Regions from separate parts of the Mus musculus genome. Here all the other regions are linked to region 4. Evidence: chromatin contacts called from public HiChIP or PLAC-seq and promoter capture Hi-C data. All regions are on one chromosome and are shown on one strand. The core of a region is the stretch at or near the end of the contact, and the rest is flanking DNA. Distances in the headings are between cores, read along the strand shown.

What was found. Promoter capture Hi-C pulls out the DNA fragments that hold promoters and counts their contacts. HiChIP or PLAC-seq counts read pairs in DNA pulled down with a chosen protein or histone mark.
Region 1: a contact with region 4 is called in an H3K4me3 HiChIP or PLAC-seq map of embryonic stem cells, with 20 read pairs. The contact joins the enhancer-like site here to the promoter of Hoxa11os in region 4. A contact is called at or near these places in 7 of 39 promoter capture datasets (the 3T3-L1 cell line, embryonic stem cells, frontonasal cranial neural crest and 2 more), 7 of 115 datasets of contacts at active chromatin or transcription factors (embryonic basal ganglia, embryonic limb bud, embryonic midbrain and 4 more) and 2 of 9 other capture datasets (adipose tissue and macrophages).
Region 2: a contact with region 4 is called in an H3K4me3 HiChIP or PLAC-seq map of embryonic limb bud, with 5 times the contacts expected there. The contact joins the enhancer-like site here to the promoter of Hoxa11os in region 4. A contact is called at or near these places in 10 of 39 promoter capture datasets (the C10 cell line, HPC-7-derived erythroid cells, the SN4741 cell line and 6 more), 59 of 484 Hi-C or Micro-C datasets (the 63-12 cell line, the AtT-20 cell line, the C2C12 cell line and 42 more), 20 of 115 datasets of contacts at active chromatin or transcription factors (the HPC-7 cell line, acute myeloid leukemia, bone marrow-derived dendritic cells and 16 more) and 3 of 9 other capture datasets (adipose tissue, bone marrow-derived macrophages and liver).
Region 3: a contact with region 4 is called in an H3K4me3 HiChIP or PLAC-seq map of stem cell-derived neural progenitor cells, with 13 read pairs. The contact joins the enhancer-like site here to the promoter of Hoxa11os in region 4. A contact is called at or near these places in 5 of 39 promoter capture datasets (the HPC-7 cell line, HPC-7-derived erythroid cells, embryonic stem cells and 2 more), 2 of 484 Hi-C or Micro-C datasets (CD8 T cells and erythroblasts), 7 of 115 datasets of contacts at active chromatin or transcription factors (bone marrow-derived macrophages, embryonic hindbrain, embryonic limb bud and 4 more) and 1 of 9 other capture datasets (embryonic stem cells).
Region 5: a contact with region 4 is called in a promoter capture Hi-C map of the C10 cell line, with 2.9 times the contacts expected there. The contact joins the enhancer-like site here to the promoter of Hoxa11os in region 4. A contact is called at or near these places in 3 of 39 promoter capture datasets (3T3-L1-derived adipocytes, the C10 cell line and neutrophils), 2 of 115 datasets of contacts at active chromatin or transcription factors (pancreatic cancer cells and stem cell-derived neural progenitor cells) and 1 of 9 other capture datasets (liver).
Region 6: a contact with region 4 is called in an H3K4me3 HiChIP or PLAC-seq map of embryonic limb bud, with 3 times the contacts expected there. The contact joins the enhancer-like site here to the promoter of Hoxa11os in region 4. A contact is called at or near these places in 7 of 39 promoter capture datasets (the C10 cell line, embryonic stem cells, hematopoietic stem and progenitor cells and 1 more), 1 of 15 datasets of contacts at CTCF or cohesin (large pre-B cells), 10 of 115 datasets of contacts at active chromatin or transcription factors (acute myeloid leukemia, craniofacial prominence, embryonic basal ganglia and 7 more) and 2 of 9 other capture datasets (adipose tissue and liver).
Region 7: a promoter capture Hi-C map of hippocampal neurons shows a contact between it and region 4, with 6 times the contacts expected there. The contact joins the enhancer-like site here to the promoter of Hoxa11os in region 4. A contact is called at or near these places in 10 of 39 promoter capture datasets (the C10 cell line, the HPC-7 cell line, HPC-7-derived erythroid cells and 7 more), 2 of 484 Hi-C or Micro-C datasets (bone marrow-derived macrophages and spleen) and 11 of 115 datasets of contacts at active chromatin or transcription factors (bone marrow-derived macrophages, craniofacial prominence, embryonic basal ganglia and 8 more).

The regions. Positions count from the first base shown.
Region 1 is chr6:52,800,951-52,803,650 of GRCm38.p6, reverse strand. The region is part of intron 3 of Jazf1 (JAZF zinc finger 1); the gene reads left to right. Among named protein-coding and RNA genes, the nearest start is that of Gm52904, 3.5 kb to the right of the region's middle. Within about 2 kb of position 1,325, at least 63 of the 459 cell types and tissues checked have an H3K27ac peak or open chromatin away from gene starts, as enhancers often do. A contact at or near this core is called in adipose tissue and embryonic stem cells, where this site is marked.
Region 2 is chr6:52,851,189-52,853,888 of GRCm38.p6, reverse strand. All of the region lies in intron 2 of Jazf1 (JAZF zinc finger 1), which reads left to right. Among named protein-coding and RNA genes, the nearest start is that of Gm52903, 14 kb to the left of the region's middle. Within about 2 kb of position 1,343, at least 56 of the 459 cell types and tissues checked have an H3K27ac peak or open chromatin away from gene starts, as enhancers often do. A contact at or near this core is called in adipose tissue, astrocytes, embryonic limb bud and 2 more, where this site is marked.
Region 3 is chr6:51,361,419-51,364,118 of GRCm38.p6, reverse strand. No RefSeq gene overlaps it. Among named protein-coding and RNA genes, the nearest start is that of Gm6559, 17 kb to the left of the region's middle. Within about 2 kb of position 1,363, at least 118 of the 459 cell types and tissues checked have an H3K27ac peak or open chromatin away from gene starts, as enhancers often do. A contact at or near this core is called in embryonic stem cells, stem cell-derived neural progenitor cells and stem cell-derived stembryo, where this site is marked.
Region 4 is chr6:52,243,812-52,246,511 of GRCm38.p6, reverse strand. It overlaps Hoxa11os (homeobox A11, opposite strand), which reads right to left and starts at 1,269. Exons shown (of 5, transcript NR_015348.1): 1 at 696-1,269; 2 at 312-527; 3 at 1-197. It overlaps Hoxa11 (homeobox A11), which reads left to right and starts at 702. Exons shown (of 2, transcript NM_010450.3): 1 at 702-1,501. The coding sequence starts at 793. LOC115490410 (a long non-coding RNA gene) reads right to left here. Exons shown (of 2, transcript XR_003956437.1): 2 at 1,999-2,700.
Region 5 is chr6:51,684,982-51,687,681 of GRCm38.p6, reverse strand. No RefSeq gene overlaps it. Among named protein-coding and RNA genes, the nearest start is that of Gm38811, 25 kb to the left of the region's middle. Within about 2 kb of position 1,266, at least 9 of the 459 cell types and tissues checked have an H3K27ac peak or open chromatin away from gene starts, as enhancers often do.
Region 6 is chr6:52,886,738-52,889,437 of GRCm38.p6, reverse strand. All of the region lies in intron 2 of Jazf1 (JAZF zinc finger 1), which reads left to right. Among named protein-coding and RNA genes, the nearest start is that of Gm52903, 22 kb to the right of the region's middle. Within about 2 kb of position 1,412, at least 17 of the 459 cell types and tissues checked have an H3K27ac peak or open chromatin away from gene starts, as enhancers often do. A contact at or near this core is called in embryonic limb bud, where this site is marked.
Region 7 is chr6:51,591,049-51,593,748 of GRCm38.p6, reverse strand. No RefSeq gene overlaps it. Among named protein-coding and RNA genes, the nearest start is that of Snx10, 68 kb to the right of the region's middle. Within about 2 kb of position 1,353, at least 187 of the 459 cell types and tissues checked have an H3K27ac peak or open chromatin away from gene starts, as enhancers often do. A contact at or near this core is called in craniofacial prominence, embryonic basal ganglia, embryonic forebrain and 7 more, where this site is marked.

The DNA of each region.
Region 1 (2,700 bases), core at 76-2,575, 560 kb before region 4:
GGATCCTTAGTGTTCCTCACTTAGGAACATTACTAAACGAGTAGCATGAACAAAGAAAGCAATCCCCTCTCAAGTGAGAGACTGCGGAGAAAAGGTGAGGGGTGGAGAGAGCTGCCAAACCGCCTTACGGAACTATCTTACAGAAAATCCATGAGTGGCTGAAAGTGTTTAAGTGCCTAGATTTTGCAATATTTAAAATATTTTGTGTCCTGTGTCAAAAAGAATACTTCGTTATATTGAGAAATTTACAAGAAAGAAAAACTATCTATTTCAACCTGTGTCCAGAGAATCCTCAAAGTGAACTTGGTGTGATGGCTCTGGTCGCACAGGTTAATCTCAGAGTAATGAAAAATGTTGATAATTTGACTTGTGATAAAACTGTTTCAAGTACAACCATTTTAACACCACTTTTCCATGTTTGTTAATATTCATGCAATGCTTCCATACTTAACACTTTATGTTTAGTTATAAAGCTAAATTCCATCTCCACTATTAGCTGTTATTGTTTAATCAAAACCAATAAAAACCAAAATGTCCACTGTTAGGAATTCCAACTAGGAAGTCCTGACAGGCTTTACAGCCATGTTGCCTGGTGCTGGAAACAGTCAAGGCTTTTGCCCTCAATCCTGGTTGCTTTTCTTTGTCCCAGCAGAAGCCACATCCCAGACAGGCCAGAAAGATGACAAGATGAGGCTCACACATTGGACTCTGCAGCCCAGACCCCTGCATCCAAAGTGAATTCCCTCTTTCTAAACCAAGGTCCATAGCTCACATGAGCCAGCGGCCCTCCATGTGCACTCGCCAGGAAGTTTCTTCTGGCAGCAAGAACAGCCTGCTCTACGGGGGCTAAGGTAGCCCATGGCCCACTTAGGAACTGGTGAGGATGCTATGGGAATGGGAGGAAACCAGCTGACTCAGTGCTTCACACACCTCCATGGAGGAGGGGATAGATGGATAGTCCACTCTGATGGATTTGCAGACCTGCCAAATGGGTAGGTCTCCAAAGAACCCTTTTCTTCTCCCCCTCATCCCAATCCACTGTCTAAAACGTGGCACATTAAAATCAGAGAAGGCCTTTCATCTTTGTGGGTATCGCAGCAGCGAACTCATTTTAATGTCTTTTCCATGTGGCTCTAGTTTTAACAATAAAATGATCCCCAGGCACACCCAGCTGGACAGCATTAAAGAGAGGATCTGCACGTGGGGGGGTGGGGTGACTTAGCTAATTTGCCTTTGCTGAAAAGACAACAGGGTACAGAGCCTCCCTGCTCCTGCCCGGAAATTTGCTCACGATTCTTGGAAATGCACTAAAAAGGAAGTGGTAATTGCCAGGAAGGGGGAAGCTTAAGCTGCGGGAAACTGTTGAGCGCCAGGACCGAATGGTGTCTGGTTGTACCGTCTTAGCACCTTGCAAACAAACCTACACTGTCCCTCTTAGAAAAATGAGGACTGGCATTAATTTCTGTCCAGGCCTTGGGGAGATCTTATCTGATCAAAGGTATAGTTCATACTCCGCTCTGCTGAGCGAGTTCTGGCTCCGTTTGCTATGAAGAGTCACATAAAGTCAACCACATAAAGTCACAAGAAACTCAAGTTGTTGGGGAGTTTTGACGTGCAAGTGCTGTGCTGTACTATGGTTTCTGTCTTTGTAGCATCGTTTCTAAGTGTTATTTTAAAGGAAGTAAAGGAAAAAGGCAGGCAGGCAGGCACACTCTGAATGTCTAGGGGCTCCAGGAAACTGAAACACCGTTGAATGCACCGGAGAGCCTTTCCCTGCTGCTGTCAGCCCACTATGACAGCACCTCACAGCTTCAGTTGGGTGGATTTATATAGTTTTAACATAGAAACATATTTCAACATCCCCCAGATTTTCAAAGAAAAAGCCGCTTTCTTTCCTCCTGGCAAATACTGAAGACCCTGCTTCTCACAGAGCCAGCCATCCACACACCAACGTAAGCTGCTGAGTTAAGGTTTTCATCAGAGCTGGCTCCGGTGGTTCCGTGCCTGTCCTTCTGGACACTCAGGAGGCCCAGGCAGGGGCATCGCCTGACAAGGCCACCCATATTACAAAGGGAGGTACCGAGCTCCAAAAGGAGGAGGAGGGAGAGGAGGACGAGGAGGTTGTCATCAGGATGTTTAACCTGAAAGCAGCCGAACAGGATTCTGAGCCCCTGACACATTCCTGCACGTCTTTGGATCTCTTCCCCGAGGTAGAACTGTTATTTTCTGGCAGGTCACTGTACCCTGGCTGTTATGAGATTGAGAATAGGCAGGCAATTTGGGATGACATTTTAAGACATGATTGTGACCCCGCATGCAGAGTAGGCACCCCATCCCCTAGGACGTTACTAAGAGTTCACAAAACTTGACCTTTGTCGTGCTGGACATCTCTCTGTACGGTCCATCCCAGTGACATTAGTGTTGACCAAGCACTGAAAAGCCATGAACAGCACTTTGCTGCCATGCAAAGAATAAATGAAAGCCACTTGGTTTGTAGAAAAGCTGTGTATATAATTTAGAACATATTATATTATGTAGTAAAGAAAATTATTTTCTTAAATCCTAACAAAATGTGCCAAATAGTTACTGTGCAAAAGCAGAAGTTGAGTGAGACTATACCGGGGCCTAGCAAACACAGAAGTGGATGCTCACAGTCAGCTAATGAATGGATCATAGGGCTCCCAATGGAGGAGCTAGAGA
Region 2 (2,700 bases), core at 94-2,593, 610 kb before region 4:
ATCAGAAGTGATGCTGAGCATCCATAGATGCTCACTAGCCATTTGTACGTGGTCTTTGAGGGTATCTATGTCCAGATGCTGTTTTCCACTATTTAATTGGGTTGTCTATCCTGCTATGGTTGAGTTGTAAAATTCTTTCTCTGCTTTGTACACAGACCTTACTAGATACATGCTCTGCATATGTCCCTGCCTTCCTGTGGGCGTCCTGCACTGATGGTGTCATTTATACTGGAGCCTTTATTTTTAGTATGGCTTTGTTAATGGTTTTGTATGGCTCCTCCTCCTCTTCCTCCTCTTCTTCCTCTTCCTCCTCTTCTACTTTTTCCTAACCCAAAGCCCTGTGTCCCTCCTGTGGTTTCACACTCTCAGGTCTTAGATTGCAGACCAATAGCCTATATATTTAATTTATTCAAATCAATTTTGAACTTTACAGTTTCTGTAGAATAGGTTTTTTTTTCCCCAGATGAGATATTCGAGCAGAATACTATGGCTCCAGAGTCTACATCAAGTGTTTCATCTGGCAAACTGCATTTATCTTAGCAGTCCAGATGAAGTGTATCTAGAGTCTATCTCTATATAGTATGTTTGCAACATGAATTCCTTATTGTCTTACCAGTTGTTTTCAATGCTGTTGAAATGCCCCTTCGGTGGTGCTATAGCATTTGCTTGTGTCTCTGTCTTCCTTCCTTCCTTCCTTCCTTCCTTCCTTCCTTCCTTCCGTTTTTCCTTTTTTCCTTAAGTTAGAAGGTTTACATCCTATTTTGATAAGTCAATATAATTTACTAGAAGAAATCATTACAGCAACATAGAAAATTCAAATATCTCATTTCAGCAACATAAACACTCAGCCAAGTCCTTAGCCGCCAGCAACTCTTCCTGTGATTTGGTAAACACACACAGTTGTGCTGCCGGGTGACTGGCATGTGTGCCTCACCATTGTGAACCTGCCAGCTTCTGAGTAGGCTGCAGGGCTGACAAGGGCCCACACGGGACCAATGATGGTTTCCAGCTCAGCCCTTTCAACTTGTATGAGGGTAATTAAAAAGTAGAACTTTGAAGTGGTCAACTTTCTGAAGAGAAATGCATTCTTCATGTTGGCTTTTGCAAAATGCATCTTCTTGGAGGGAAGCTGTATGATTTTTACATCGAATTTCCTGCATTGTTCCCTTTGTGCCAGCTCACAGTGTGGGGCGTTAGGAAGTGTGTGCCCCACCCCCTTTTAACCACTTAAAAAATTCCCAGGAAGGTTTTTTTCCACTCCAACTGCCTTCCCATTATGGTCTGCAGTCAGCCAAGCTTGCCAGACTCAGCAGGTAGCCCGCATGGTATGTGTGTCTGTGTGAGAACGCTCTCCTGATGTGGACAAGATGTTAGTTGTAATATGAAGCCAACATCTTGTCCACAAGTGTACAGAAACATCCACAGTACCAAGGCCATGGAAACACAGTACAGCCACAGCGGAGGCCATAAGGAGTGTTTAGACAAATAGAGCCTGCTGAAATGATTCTGTTGTTGTAAATGAAATGGCCAGGCTATTTGTACTTCTTCCTAAAAACAACATCACTTTCATCACATTCATGTGAATGCATGTGGAATATGCTCTGTGTGTGTGTGTGTGTGTGTGTGTGTGTGTGTGTAATGTGTAAGCTTAAGAGTCCCAAAGGAAGCCCAGAAGGGATTTAGTAGTGTATGTGCTGTTGTAGAAGCAGCCTGCTGCTCTCCAAACCAGTTCTCACCGCTTCCACATGAAGAATTACTCTGGTGATGCCTGTTTCTTTATGTTAACAAGCATCTGCCCGCTGGTGGTTGTTCCTGCTGCTGCATCCCGTGTTTGCTTTCATAATTATGCTAGGGGAGAGGATATGGCTAAGTGACTGTGTTTGCCCAGGATGTACAATGGCCTGAGTTCAAGCCCTAGTACAGGAAGAAAAATCACATTATATAATATAACTGTTTAGAGTATACATTAAATGTCATCCTTCTTTCAGGCTCCAACCAGTGATTTTAGAGAATTTTTTTTTTAAAGATAAACACAAAGGAAGGGATGGGGGAGGGTGATAGGGAGAGGGGGGATGGAGGGAGGGGAGAAGGAAAAGCACTGAGTCCTCCTTAGTTTAACTTTACTTAGAACATTCTAGAACACAAATAATAAAGACAGATCATAAGAATGAGAAATTGTGTATATGCAGTATAAATAAAATTAAATTTCAAAAATGGAGTGTTTGAAGGGGACATTTACTAGCTTAGCTGTGCAGACGTCTGCTTTGACTTGACCTTGGTTCTGTACTGCTCCCTCCTCCATGGGGATGCTAGGAGGCCGAGGTTCCAGCTCAGCCACATCTCACTGAGGGGTCCAGATCCAGTCCTCAGGCAGTCCAGTCAGTTGTGGGACTGAACTGTTTCCACAGCTCTTAGAACAGACAGACGGGAAGAGAGCAGAGGACCTGTTGTTTGACACGCCGCTGAGCTGACAGCTTTCTTACTGAGTTTCTTCAGAGCATCAGTGTAACCTTCAGACAGCTGTCACCACGCAGCTCAACTCGGGTGTGATATGAGAGAAAGATGGGGGAGATGGCAGAGTGGAGGCTGTGGTGTTGTGAAGGTGGCTGCCGGTCCCTTTTCTGCTTCTGTGTTCCTTTTTACCAACTTAAAATGGAAGTGTGGCTTTCTCTTGGCTCATTGACCATGCCTCGGACTTTG
Region 3 (2,700 bases), core at 114-2,613, 880 kb after region 4:
AAATAGTATTTTGTTCTTCCCAACACTTTTGGTTTTTTCCTTTATCCTTTTCGGTATAGGGGATCGAATCCAGGGCCTTCCACAGTACTTCCACAGGTACTGTGCTACTGGATCATGCTTACTGATCTTCTTTTAGCCGTTTCTCTCATGGTTCTCTGAGTTGTCACCATCCTTCAGAGATAGCACCCATGGGAGGGACTTCCCAGTCTATCTGCAAATCCTTTCTCTGTGAATATGTCCCCATCTGAAGCACTTTGTCCCCATTTTGAAGCATTCCTACTCTGAATTTTTTTTTTTAAAAGATGTACTTATTGCTTTTGTAGAGGACGCAGGTTCAATTTTCAGCATCCATATGGAGTCTCACCATCCCAAACCATCCATTCATTCTGTTCCAGGGGATGCTATACTTCTTCTGACTTCTGCCAGCACCAGACATGCATGCAGTGCACATACATATATGCTGGCAAAATAGTTGTCACATAAATGAACTAAATCTAGAGTTTTTGGAAGATTTATTTTTTATATTTAATTACATGTATGAGGGGGTCTGTGCCTACGACTACAGTGACTCTGGAGGTCAACAGAGGGCCTCGGACCCTCTGGAGCTAGAGTTCTAGTTGGTTGAACTGCCCATGGGTGCTGGAACCTGAACTCAGGCCCTCTGAAAGAGCCGCAGGCAATCTTAACTGTTGAGCCAGCTTTCTATTCCCTCTTGAGAGTTTAATTTGAAGTGAGTCTACCTCATTTCCTCAGGTTGTCTAAAATCTCTCTGAGGGCGGAGGGCCTATAACTCTTCTTTGAATGAATTGTTAGAACCGTCACATCAGTAAGTCCTAATGGGCTCTCAGATTGGGCATTGGCAGTTTCTGTTCCCTGTGGCACAACATCGCCTTTTACAAGGCAAAGATTTTAGTCAGTTTTCTGTTCAAGGCTGCTCCCGAATTCCCGTGAAAAATCAAAACTGTATCACTGGAGGTTCTAACTCCCTCCTTGGCACTCAGCACACTCCCCATCCCTTCTGCTTTTGGGCTCTCATACTGGCCCCGCCCCTTGCCCACAAACCACGCCCACAGATTCTCCTCCGCCTTCCAACTCAGGCAGCCCTCTCTTATTCTTCTCTGCTTCTTTTCTCAGCGCTCCTCACGGGTTCCACCTGTGCTTGACATTCTATTTTAATTATCTGTTTGTTTCCCCGTTTGCAGTGAAGATCCCCGTAAGTCAAAGACCTTGTCCGTCTTCATTGTTTAGCATACTACCTTCAGCGCTAGAACACTACACACTGCCTGGCACAGAGCAAGCCCTAAACACTGTCTGGTGGTGTCTGCATCTTGGGCTAGGGAAGTGGGAAGTCTCAAGACGACTACCATCCCGCCCTCCAGGCTTGTTCCTCCTCCGGCCAGCAGGGGGCTCTTTCAATTCAGAAGAGCAGCTTAGTGGTTCACCTGAAATTCTGCCTCATACAATCAGACCCCCCTCCCCCACTTTCTCCTAATTTGACTGTGCCAACTCAGGCAAATATTGAACTTTGTGTTAAAAAGCACGTTTTACTTTTTATAGGTAGTCCTCCAAGGACTTTTTGATTTTGGTTGTGGAGGGGTGTAAGGTTTGCTGTTAGAACCTCCACTTTTTTTTTTTTTCCCATTCACCCAACAAAATCAGCTACAGAAGTAAAACATGGGTGGAACAACCACGCAGTGGCGGGGAAGCTTCATGTCAACGCTTAAGTCCAGCAAATGAAGCAGCTGACTGAATGAGGCCAGTCGGCAATAACGTGTATTTAGCCACTGGGAAGGGAGTTGCTCCCACCCCCTCCCTCCCCCCTTTCCAACAACAATAATCTGGCAATATTACATTGCTATATATAACTTCTTTTGGAAAATATACACTTCCCTTAAAATAGGGTGGTTTTAAAGTTTGTATCAATTTAGAAATTGTAAAGTCCCCACTGGAAGAAATTGCTAGTGCGTTTGAATGGACTTATTGTCTGTTGGCCCTTTCCTTTAGGGTAGAGTCTGGCAGGAGCGCCAGCTTCCCTGCCAAGACAAAAAGAGCTATATCTACCGCTTATGCTCACTCGGTCAACACAAAGCAACCTCAGTTTGGCAACCCTCAGCGGTTGTTGGGAAGGCCCAGGTATCGTCGTTAAGCCATTAATACGGTGTATGTGCTGTTACACACGTCTATTTCTGTATAAATGCTTCTTCATTCTGTACCCAGGAAAATCTGCCTCCCTGGTCAGGCAGCCGTTTCCTGGAAAAACCACAGTAGCCTTCTGTGAGTGAACTGTAGTGAATGCATTCTCACAGAGAATGAGGCAGAGGAGCAGGGTGTGGAAGGCTGCTTGTCGGGCCTGAGAGCGTTGCTCTGTACAGTGGAGCTAGCCAGGTACTGTCAGGGTGCCTAAAAACACAGTCATTGAAATCTTATAAACTGTTCTGAATTGTAAACCAGCCAATCCAGATTTGTTTGTTTATTTCTGATAAAAAGGACTAACTCTAGGGAGGAGAAAATGAACCTGGTGGTTTGAGTGAACTGAAGCAGGCCACCGCCAACGGCAGGCACTGATGAAGAGGACTCTTTGGACAGGAGGGCTTCATAACCGCTGTGGCAGACAGACGGTATGCACAGTCAGTGACCAATACCCGTGAGCAATGTTTTCAGAGATCCTTGTTAGGTAGGACACGCCAGTAACAAAAATCT
Region 4 (2,700 bases), core at 20-2,519:
CCTGTTGGCGGTTTGGGGACGGAAGGCACTAAAGCGCTTCGGAAGTGACCGTGAATGAGAGCGTGTAATCAAGTCACCGTGCAAATCGGACAAGCCACGAGGCCGGCACATCCGTGCCGGCGAAGCCTGGCCCCAAATGGGGTCCAGCCAGGGTCTGAGGCTGGGGGGCTTCCCAGAGCAAACCTGTGGGAGGGGGGCTGCGAAGAAGGTGCTGAACGTAAGCCTTCGGATAACAGACTCCGGGACCTGAAGCTATACAATTCCGGGCTTTCACCTGGCCACCCCCAGCCCAGAGAGTATCCCTCACCCACCGGGGAGTGGGGGGAGGCGTCAGGAGTTGCGCTCTCTTGCCGCCCTCAGAGCACTCGTGGACCAGGACCATGTAGCTGAGCAAAGGAGAGCTGCCCGGGGGCGCACCCCAGCCTTTCTGCGCGCGGGGAGGCCCCCCAGCCAACATGAGTTACACCGGCGATTACGTGCTTTCGGTGAGAACACCGAGTGACGATCTGTTGCTTCCCCTGAGGTGGCTACAAAGAAAGGAAGCCGAGGAGGGAGGGGAGGGGAAAAAAGGAAAGGGAGGGGGGTTAAAAAAAAAAAAAAGCCGGGACTAGCTCGCGGCTTGTCAATTTCAACATCGGGTCACATGACCAGCACCTCCCTGCTAAGGATGGGGATAGATTTCCACGTCAGCTTACGTCTCCAAATTTCTACTTCACGGATCCGCTTCAAAGAGGCAGCTGCAGTGGAGAATCATGTTAAGCTCGGCTACTGCGGAGAGCCCAAGGTAGCCCAATGATGGATTTTGATGAGCGTGGTCCCTGCTCCTCTAACATGTATTTGCCAAGTTGTACTTACTACGTCTCGGGTCCAGATTTCTCCAGCCTCCCTTCTTTTTTGCCCCAGACCCCGTCTTCGCGCCCAATGACATACTCCTACTCCTCCAACCTGCCCCAGGTCCAACCCGTGCGCGAAGTGACCTTCAGAGAGTACGCCATTGAGCCCGCCACTAAATGGCACCCCCGCGGCAATCTGGCCCACTGCTACTCCGCGGAGGAGCTCGTGCACAGAGACTGTCTGCAGGCGCCCAGCGCGGCCGGCGTGCCTGGCGACGTGCTGGCCAAGAGCTCGGCCAACGTCTACCACCACCCCACCCCCGCCGTCTCGTCCAATTTCTATAGCACGGTGGGCAGGAACGGCGTTCTGCCACAGGCTTTCGACCAGTTTTTCGAGACGGCTTACGGCACCCCGGAAAACCTCGCTTCCTCCGACTACCCCGGGGACAAGAACGCCGAGAAGGGGCCCCAAGCAGCAGCTGCGACCTCCGCTGCGGCGGTGGCGGCGGCGGCCACGGGCGCGCCGGCAACTTCAAGTTCGGACGGCGGCGGTGGCGGCGGCTGTCAGGAGGCGGCGGCGGAGGAGAAGGAGCGACGGCGGCGACCCGAGAGCAGCAGCAGCCCCGAGTCGTCTTCCGGCCACACTGAGGACAAGGCCGGTGGCTCCGGTGCGTATAAAGGCAGCGCCCAGCGCTTTATGAAAGGGGAGTTGGGAATCTAGCGCAGCACCGCTGTTAAATTTTTATATGCTGTTTTATAAGCATATAAGGTTTATGAAGGGCCTTTAGGTTTCCCCCAACAAAACTTTGTTATAAAAGGAGGGATCACGTGGCGAGTGCTGAAATTGGCCGTGAAATACCCACCGGCCAAAGCATGCCTGCAGAAAAAAAAAAAAATACAACTCCCCTTTTTCCTTTTTTCCCTTCTCAGCTCCCAAACTCAACAGCACGATCCCCGCTAGAGACCAGCTCCAGGCTGGGGAGCCGGAGGTGGGCGCCTGTAAATTCCCCCTACAAGGGCTTCAGGAGCCTTTGATAGCGGGGTAATCCGGAGATTTTTATAAAAGCCATGTGTTGCGGCGGGACTCCAGTCCCGGCTGGGATTCAAAGGCATCGGCTGTTTAATGATGGCGCTAAGAGCGCATTTAACAGATAAAGTAGCCCACTTAGCTCAAGCAATATATTAAAAGAAACAAATTAACTTAAATTTGGCCTTTTTGTCCAAAGGAAGCCATTTTCCTCTGGTCCGGTTGCAATTACATGCTGCCTTCTGTTATTCACAATTGTTTTTAAATCAGTCAAAAGTTGTGTGTGTGTGTGTGTGTGTGTGTGTGTGTGTGTGTGTGTGTGTGTGTGTGTGTTTCTTAAAGGTGAGGGTGAACAAATGGATCCTGCCTGAGGCTTAAGGTAGCCTCTCTTTCCTCTACCCTTCCTAAACTAGCATCCCTACCCTGCTGAGGGCCCTCTGGCAGTATGCTGACGGTGTGTACTGAGTGAAGGCCTGGGTAGGGGTTTCCTCTGCCACCTCCCACCTCGAGAGAGCTGGGAGGCTGGCGGAAGAGGCAAGAACTGATCAGAAGTCAGGCTGACAAAGACCCCTCAGCCGCCCCAGATGTTAAGGAGGGCTAAATCATGGCGGCAAGCAGGAAAGCCTGGGGCCAGGATGCATGCCTTTACTGCCTCGGGAACAGGCGGCCCAGGTGCTGAAGGTGAAATGTCCTCGGGCGGCTGTTTGTTTAGTCTGGCGGGGCAAGGAGCAGCCCGCAACCCCCACTTGCCTCCGTTCAAAGCAGTTCAACCAGCGCAAACTCGCCTGTTGCTGTGAGGAGCCTTCCTTTCAGCTCAAGGGGCAGCCTGAGTCCTTTCCC
Region 5 (2,700 bases), core at 17-2,516, 560 kb after region 4:
CCTTTTGGGCAAGCAGTGTGCAACTGAGAGTACTAGAGACTGGAATAGGACTCCAAATAGTCCAGGGATGCACGGGTCCTGACTTATGCCGGGAACTAACGCATCAGGGTTTCCCCAAGATCCTTTATGTGGACGTAGAGTAAGAGATACATTTTGGGTGTTTTGTTTGGTTGGTTTTGGTGTATGAATTTGTTCTGAAGATCAGGCCCGTTTCTAACTCACAGAGATCCACCTGCTTCTGCCTCCCGGAGCACTGGAACTAATGGCATACAGTCACCTTTTGGCAAGAGAAACATTTTGTATTGTGAGCCAGGGCAAGAGTATCTGTTCTGAGATGTCCATCGAGGGCACATTCCAGAACCCTATATACGCAAAACCTGTAGGTAGTCAGGTTCCCTATGCAAAAGGTGTCATGCATTTTCCTATGGCCTGCACGCATCCTATCTTGTACTCTAAATCATCTCTAGGTTACTTACATCTACTGTAAGATAAATGCTGCATAAAATGTGCTGTTATACTGGATTGATGGGAAATAATAAGAAAAAGTTGTACATGTTTGGTATACATGTTTTCTTTGATCACTGGCTGGTTGAATCCAGGGGTGGGAAACTCGTCTACAACCGGACAGAGACAGAAGCAGGCGACTGAGATCTGCTCCTGAGATCACAGTTTTATACAGACTAGAGACTGTGGTTATTTATAGAAAGAACAAATTCAAGAAAGACCCTAGTAAAGAGAACTCCAGGTCACCAAGCACAGTGTTCTCTCATGTTCCTTGGGCTGCGCCGTTCTTTATTTCTCTGAAAAATACCAAGTTACTATGTAGGTGTGGTAATGGGTGTCTATAAGCACAACTACCCAGAGGCTAGTGTAAAAGAGCCCAGCTGAGACCATCCTCTACAACACACTGAGAACTTATCTCCACACACACAACTGCAGACAAAAAGATAGATCAGTGGGTAAAGGCTGAGCCACTGAGCCTGACCAGGAGTTAAACTGCAGGACCCACATGGTCACAAGGAGAAACCGACTGCCCGAAATCCTTCTCTGGCCTCCACATAAGTTCCCGGCACTCAAGTGCCCCTGCTCCCGCCCCCACACACAACATAAATAAAAACTAACCAGTTGCAAACCACTAACATGACACACCAACCCTGTGAAACTTCAGCTTGGAAATCTCTCAACCAGGAGGCCCTAATTGCTGTGTGCTGAGAGGACTTTTATGCACAAGTTGGTACAAGTTGTTGGAAGTTATTAAAACCTGTCAAGTAGGACAGAGACTTGGAGACACTGAGCACAAACAGACAAGCACTAGGGAGTAACCAGGTCAGACAGAGGAGGACCATGGAGTGGGGTGAGGCCATCACAGAGCAGTGGGGAACTCAGTGCTGGCCTGGGGTGAGGGCTTTGCTCCCTGGTCCAGAGCTAACACTCTGGTCCTGGCTTCAGGGTGCACACACACCCTGCCTCACTATCCCTTCCTACAAAACTATTCTTCAGACCCAGGGAGAGTTTGTGGCTGAGTCCAAGCCCTTGGGCAATCACTTTGCTCCACTTTCAAGCAGATTGAGAGGAAAGTGGGAGAAGACGGGGTTGTTTAAGGAGCTGTGGAAATCACGGAGTAGCTTGGTAAATGAAAAATCCACTCAGATCCACAAGGAGCACAAAAGTGAGGAATTAAACAACTCTGTAAATAAAGGGATCATTACTCGCGATGCATTAGCACACACTTAAGACCTATTGGAAACTTCCCCTTTTCGAGATAAATGAAGGACAGCAGCAGCTCATTTCCCAGGCTGAATGGGCAGAGCTGGAGGCATGAGGCAGCCGGGGCTGGTGTAGGTGGCATGCCTAGGGACTCAAGAGGGGACCGAGGGCTATTTCTGCTTTTGTAAAGACGGGAGTCTCAGCCTGCCTTTCTTAGCACTGGGAGGTGCACAGAGCACACCTGATAATGGTGGGAGGGAAGTTCTACACCACAGCATTTACCCCCCCAAGCTCCCTCATCCTTCACCAAATAAGCATAATTGCTCCATGGTTAAGAGGTGCTGGGAACAGAGGCACCGCTGGTAATTGCCTAATGGGCAGGAGAAATGAGGTGTGTGTGGGACACATCGGCCTGGAGAAGGCACTAGCCACGAGTTTATTAACATTGAAAATTAAAATAAGCTTGGTCCCAGCCAGGCAGTCTTGGCTGAAATGAATCCCATTATGCCTCTAATAACTGTGTGGGGCTCAATTTGATGCCACCCAGGGGGTAGAGAGGCCTCCATACGGTGACCTCCCCGCCAGCTGTAGGATGTTGGAAGATTCCCTGCACCAGCAACTCTCCTGGAGGAAATACCAACACCCAGCCTGCCTTGCAGGCCTTCAGCTCCCATTAAACCCATGCAACATTGGAAGAGCTGCAGAGGGGAGGCTGGGGAGAATCACAGGTTGTTCTGACCTGGGTCCATTTTGTAAATAACGGGATTTGCAAATGTGCATTGCCAGGACCATAGGACAGAAGTTGGGGCCTGCCTGAGGACAGACTACTAGTCCTGCCTTCTTTGGGGGTCTTGAGAGGATCGTGGCAGATTTTGCAGTATCTAATGCTGGAAGGAGAACTTTCCACCATAAGCAGGGAACAAGCTCTCCCTGGAAAGCACTCAGAAAACAGACCAGGGTTCACTGCCTACTCTGCCTGGTGCAGTGGTCCTC
Region 6 (2,700 bases), core at 163-2,662, 640 kb before region 4:
GGGGACTGCTGCAGACTTTCTAACATCTGCATGGGGTAGGTACTAGTTACTTTCCAGTTGTTACCAGAATACACAGCCATGACCACAACAGCTTACAGATGAGAAGGGTTTCTTTGGGCTTGCAGTTCAGGTGATGGGCAGAGGCAACAAGCGGCAGCTGGAGCAGCTGGAGCAGCTGGAGCAGCTGAAAACTCAAAGCAGAGAGAGAGAAATCAGAATGGCAGGTGGCTTTGAAACCTCATAGCTTGCCACCAGTGACACCTCCTTCAGCAAGGCCACACCTTCTAATTCTACCTGAAAAGTGTCACTAACCAAGGAATCAAATATCTGAATCTATGCAGGGCATCTCATTTAAACCACCACAGGGTCCTCCACCAGGCCAGGCTGAATACACTGCGCATGATGAGGGTAAGCAGCTCCTACATAGGTGGAAATAGAAGAAAGACCACCTTATATCCCAGCCTGATCGGTATGTTAATTCTCCATACTCATGGTTCTGGTCTCAGAAAGGGCTCAGCTTAGAAATAAATACTTTATTCTTTGAGCAATTGTGCTTGAAGCCAAGATCCCCTAAGAACCTCAGAGGAGGCAGAGTAAGTTAGATGGTCTTTGGATATAGTTGGTGTTTCTACAAACTTCACCTGATCAAATATAAAATCTGTATGAGTTCAATATGATTGGCCAAAAACTGAACTAGCTGCTAAGACAAACCCCAGCAGTCTTCACGGCAGTGTTCAGCATCACAACATGCATTGTGCAGTCAGAGGTCACCAGATGTGACCAGCATCACAACATGCATTGTGCAGTCAGAGGTCACCAGATGTGACCAGCATCACAACATGCATTGTGCAGTCAGAGGTCACCAGATGTGACCAGGATTTTCTCATAGGTAAGAGAGGCAGACTCAGTGGAGGCCCTGCCTGGAAGGTTTAAATGTTGCATGGATGAGAGGTGGACTTGAAAGCAGCAGCACCATGTGTTCAAGGATTTGGGGGGAAAATACACCAAGAGCTTGTTTTGAATAAAAATAGAATGAGTCTGGATCCTTTGTTTTGATTTCTCCTTCTACGGAATATAAACTGTTAGTGGAAGCTTCTTCCATTGCCACTTTTCTCCTCACTCCAACACCTCACCTAATCCTCCCACCCTTCTCTCTTGCTTTTTCACTTGGACTAAATTTTTACCAAATCATAATTAGTCATTGCCTTGTAGAACACACTATAGTTAGGGATGCTTGCACTAGACTTCTCTTATTTATACAAACAAGACTGAAGCATTTGACTTTTGAATCTAAGTGCACAGATTTCTTTTTTCATAGGAGCACCTGTTTATGGTCTTCTAAGAGCAGTCATATTTATTGCAGTACAAGCTACGCTTTCCTAGCCCCTCCTTTGTCTACCAGATCTGAAGTCTCTGCTAGTGCCCCAGCCCCAGACTGAGGTTGTAGCCTAATGCATGCCATAAACATGTTACATGCTGTTAGGTTTCAAATGCCAGACATTGAGCTACCATTTTCTTAGCCCATGTTTTATGGACATCCATTGAAACAAAGCTGAGGTGGCCCCTTGCCAGATTTCCCCCATAATGCCTCTCTCCCAGCCTGGCCTGCTCACGGTGCTCTGCAGGGACCATATATTCTTGTGGGACAGTGGGAAGCTGAAAAGAGAGCCCTCTTGTGTTTTGGCTTGCTGCAACAAAATTTGGTTACATTGCTTGCAGAAAACACACTGTAGGGAAGCAGAGTCTGCAGGAGTGGGCAGATGGTGCACACGGCAGGATGGGTCTCTAGCCTGCAGAGATGGCAGCTCATTCCTGGCCAGCAGTGCTCTCAGCGGCTTGCTCACACTCACACTGGCCTTGCTTCCAGCCAGTTTACTTTGAGTCTCCTGTTTACTCATCAGTATTTCTGAGTAATCTTGCATATCTTTGAGTCCAGTTCTAAACTGTGTAGCTTTTTTTTCTTGTTTTAATTTTTTTTTTTTTTGAGATTGGATTTTTTTCTTTTCTTTTTTTTTTTTAAATTAGGTATTTTCCTCATTTACATTTCCAATGCTATCCCAAAAGTCCCCCATACCCTCCCCCCCTCCCCTACCCACCCACTCCCACGTTTTGGCCCTGGCGCTCCCCTGTACTGGGACATATAAAGTTTGCAAGTCCAATGGGCCTCTCTTTCCAGTGATGGCTTACTAGGCCATCTTTTGATACATATGCAGCTAGAGTCCAGAGCTTGAGCTTCTCTTGTGTAGCATCTGTATCCACTCCATCTGCTCATCTTACCATTGCCTGCCACCCCCTGCTTAGCACCCTCTGTTTTCAGGTGACTAGGAATTTCCCAAGCTCCCTCCCTTCTGCCATTCTCAGTAGTACCTACAGTTTCCATTAGAAGAGATCTCAAAGGACCTGTCTGTCAGCCCCATACATAGAAGCTGTCCATGTCTAGCCCTCTGCTTGGGTACTTTCTCACTCCACTCTGGCCTTGATAATCCTGCTCATCCAGATACAGTAAAAGCTATTTTATGAAGGGTGCCCCTCCAGAAATTATTTATGTCATTGGTCAAATTTATTTTCCAAAATTATAGCATTGATATCATTTACTATGGCTACTAAATAATGTAAAAAATTTAAATGTATACAATATATTTGAGGATAGCTTTTCTCCCAGTCGTCTACAAAACTTACCACACCAAGTAAATAAATGCC
Region 7 (2,700 bases), core at 104-2,603, 650 kb after region 4:
AAAATGTTAAATGTCACACGTTAAATGTGCACTTTTCTGTAATTGCTTTTGTTAAAAAAAGAAAAAAAAAAGATTAAAGTACAGGGCTCCTAACACAGTACCGTGCTGAGGGCTGGAACTGTACTGAGCACCCGCTTGGACGGTGAGACGCCTCTGCTCTGCCTCTAGCAGGACATACAGACTCTTTGGCACCCATGCTCTGCAGGAAGAAGCCAGAAGGTTGTGTTTGTGAAAATAAACCCAGTTCCCCAAGATCAATACTAGCAAATATAGACCTTTGAATATGCCTTTTTTTAAAATGAGAGGATTAAAATCTGAGTCCAGCTTCTCGTCAGGTGTTAAGAGTACTATTAAGTGTGTAACCCATATTGGACCTAGTTAACTTGAAAAGAGAGGCACATTATACAAGAGTATATGGTACATGTGTAGTTTTAGCATCACCCAAAAGGATGCTCCTGATGGCTTTGCTATTTAGATTTATAACTGATATGTACCTACAGAAAATAGAATTGAGGACTCAGAGGACCACAAAATTATCCAGGTCAAATGTTTTCTTTTCTTTTCTTTTCTTTTTTCTTTTGTCCAAATGAGCTTAGAGTCACAGCTAGGTAGACTGTGATCTGCCGTGACATGACTCTCAACACCTAGTGCCATCTCCCCCTTCACCCCCTCTGTCTTGCTTTCTGGCCCGATGCAGATTTAGCCTGAACCATCTCACCACAGGCTTAGAGTCTGGAGAGCACAAGCCAGCAGATGATGCTCTGGGCATAGACTGCAGGGTATCAACGCGCCACGCTGCCCGACAGCGACCCCGTCCGTCCACCCGTGGCCTCGCACCGCAGGTCAGCTTCAAGTGACCTGGCTCAGCAGCTTGGGGACCTACATCTCCCCACGCGCGACCCAGAACCTGGACGCACGCGATTCTTTCCCAGGGACGAAAGTTCCGCTCCTGGGCCCAACCGGGTCAGGCAAGAGAGGAAGGTTAGCGTATTGGGCTCCGGTCTGGAAGGTTCCAGGCTCCTGGGAATAAGCGCACAGCGCAGCGTGGGGTCAGCTAAGGCTGGAGCTGATGGAGCCATGTGCACTCTCTCGGAGGGCGGCGGTCTGAAGAACAAAGGCCCACGTGCCTCCCCCACCCACGCCCGGCACGTGTGCGGTGGCTTTGTTTGGTCCTCACTGTCTGGGTGCGGGACGCTGGCGGTGCCGGAGGCAGGTGGGCCATGGTAAATCGCTCTCCACCCGCCCACTCCAAATGGCTTCCTCCCATCCCCCACTCAGTTCCGCAGAGCAGTTGCTATGGGTTACCAGGGCGGTTGCCATGGGTTACCCAACCGAGGAAGCGGGAGCATGCGTGGGATGGCAGGAGCTTGAGGGCTGCTGAGCCGAGGCCCACGGGGGTGGGGGACTGAGCTATAAAGAAGGTCCAGGTAAGAGTCGAAATCCACGCGCTATGACACTCAGAGCCTGCTGGCTTCTGCAGCATCTCTACTTCTCTTTTGCTTAAAGCAGAGTGGATTCCGCACAAATTTTTGTAGCTTAGTGTTCTTCTCTCCCTCTTTTCTAATCTATCTTTTGAAAATAAGTCTTTGGAATTTTGAAGGAAAAGGGTCATGAACTACCAGAGTTTTTGCTGCTAAAATAAATTAATGTCCAGTGCACTATTTTTAACAAGGACCTAGAAGTTTCCAGCAAGAGGGAAAGGGTTTGACTTAAGGGCTGACAGTGGTGACTGGACTGTAAAACGCGTCCAGCCAAGAACAAAGCCCTGAACCCATTGTGAATGTATCAAACTCCAAAGGAATTGTTTCTTTACATGCTAAATTATTTTTAGCTCCATTTATTAAAATGTCTGCATTTCTTGCCTTGACTTGCAAAGAAAACTGTATCTATGCCTTTAATGAATGTCAAGTTGCCACAACTAAGTTCAGACATTTTACGTTTAAAAATGTGTTCATAGCAAATTAAGAAATGGTTTTCTTCAGAAACAAAACTGTATTGAAATAAATGCTTTCTCGGTGGAAAGGACGGCGTTGTACTCATCCGGCACCAGCTAACTAATTTAAATATTTTTTAAAAAGACAATTTAGAAACAGAATAAGCCTTCTTAATTTTTGTACTTAAAAAAAAAAATTAGGCCTTTCATGAAAATGGCTCAATCCTGAAAACCTTATTGTACACATTTAACTTGATAATAAACCCTTAAAGAAGCAACAAAATAAAGAAGCTGGGCTCAAGACAACATCCAGCTGCCACTGTTGGCTAGAACATGGATAAACTAAATAAATTTGATTAAGTGCTAATGTCATGTAAGAAGTTTTATGCGTTTACTTCTCCATGTTGCTAATAACTTGTTTGTATTTGTTGTTAAATATAATTTGAAGTAGACCTGAAGAGCTCTGGCAAAATATATTTAGTATCTTAAGGAATGGCAAATGATTGAAGACAAACATTTGTGGTTTCCCCTAGTGTTTTTTTTTTAACTGAAATTTTTAACTAGAATGAAAATCACTTTGTAGCAAAGGAGACTTTAAGTCTTAAGTAACAGGTTGTTGACTTTCACTGCCAACACCTTCAGCTACGTATAAAGTCAACTCTAAAACAAAATACAAAGGATTATGACCTTTCAGGTGCTGTACCTGCAGAAAAATCCAGAAAAATCGAGTTTTGCTGACTGTAAACCATAAGACATACAGAACTACG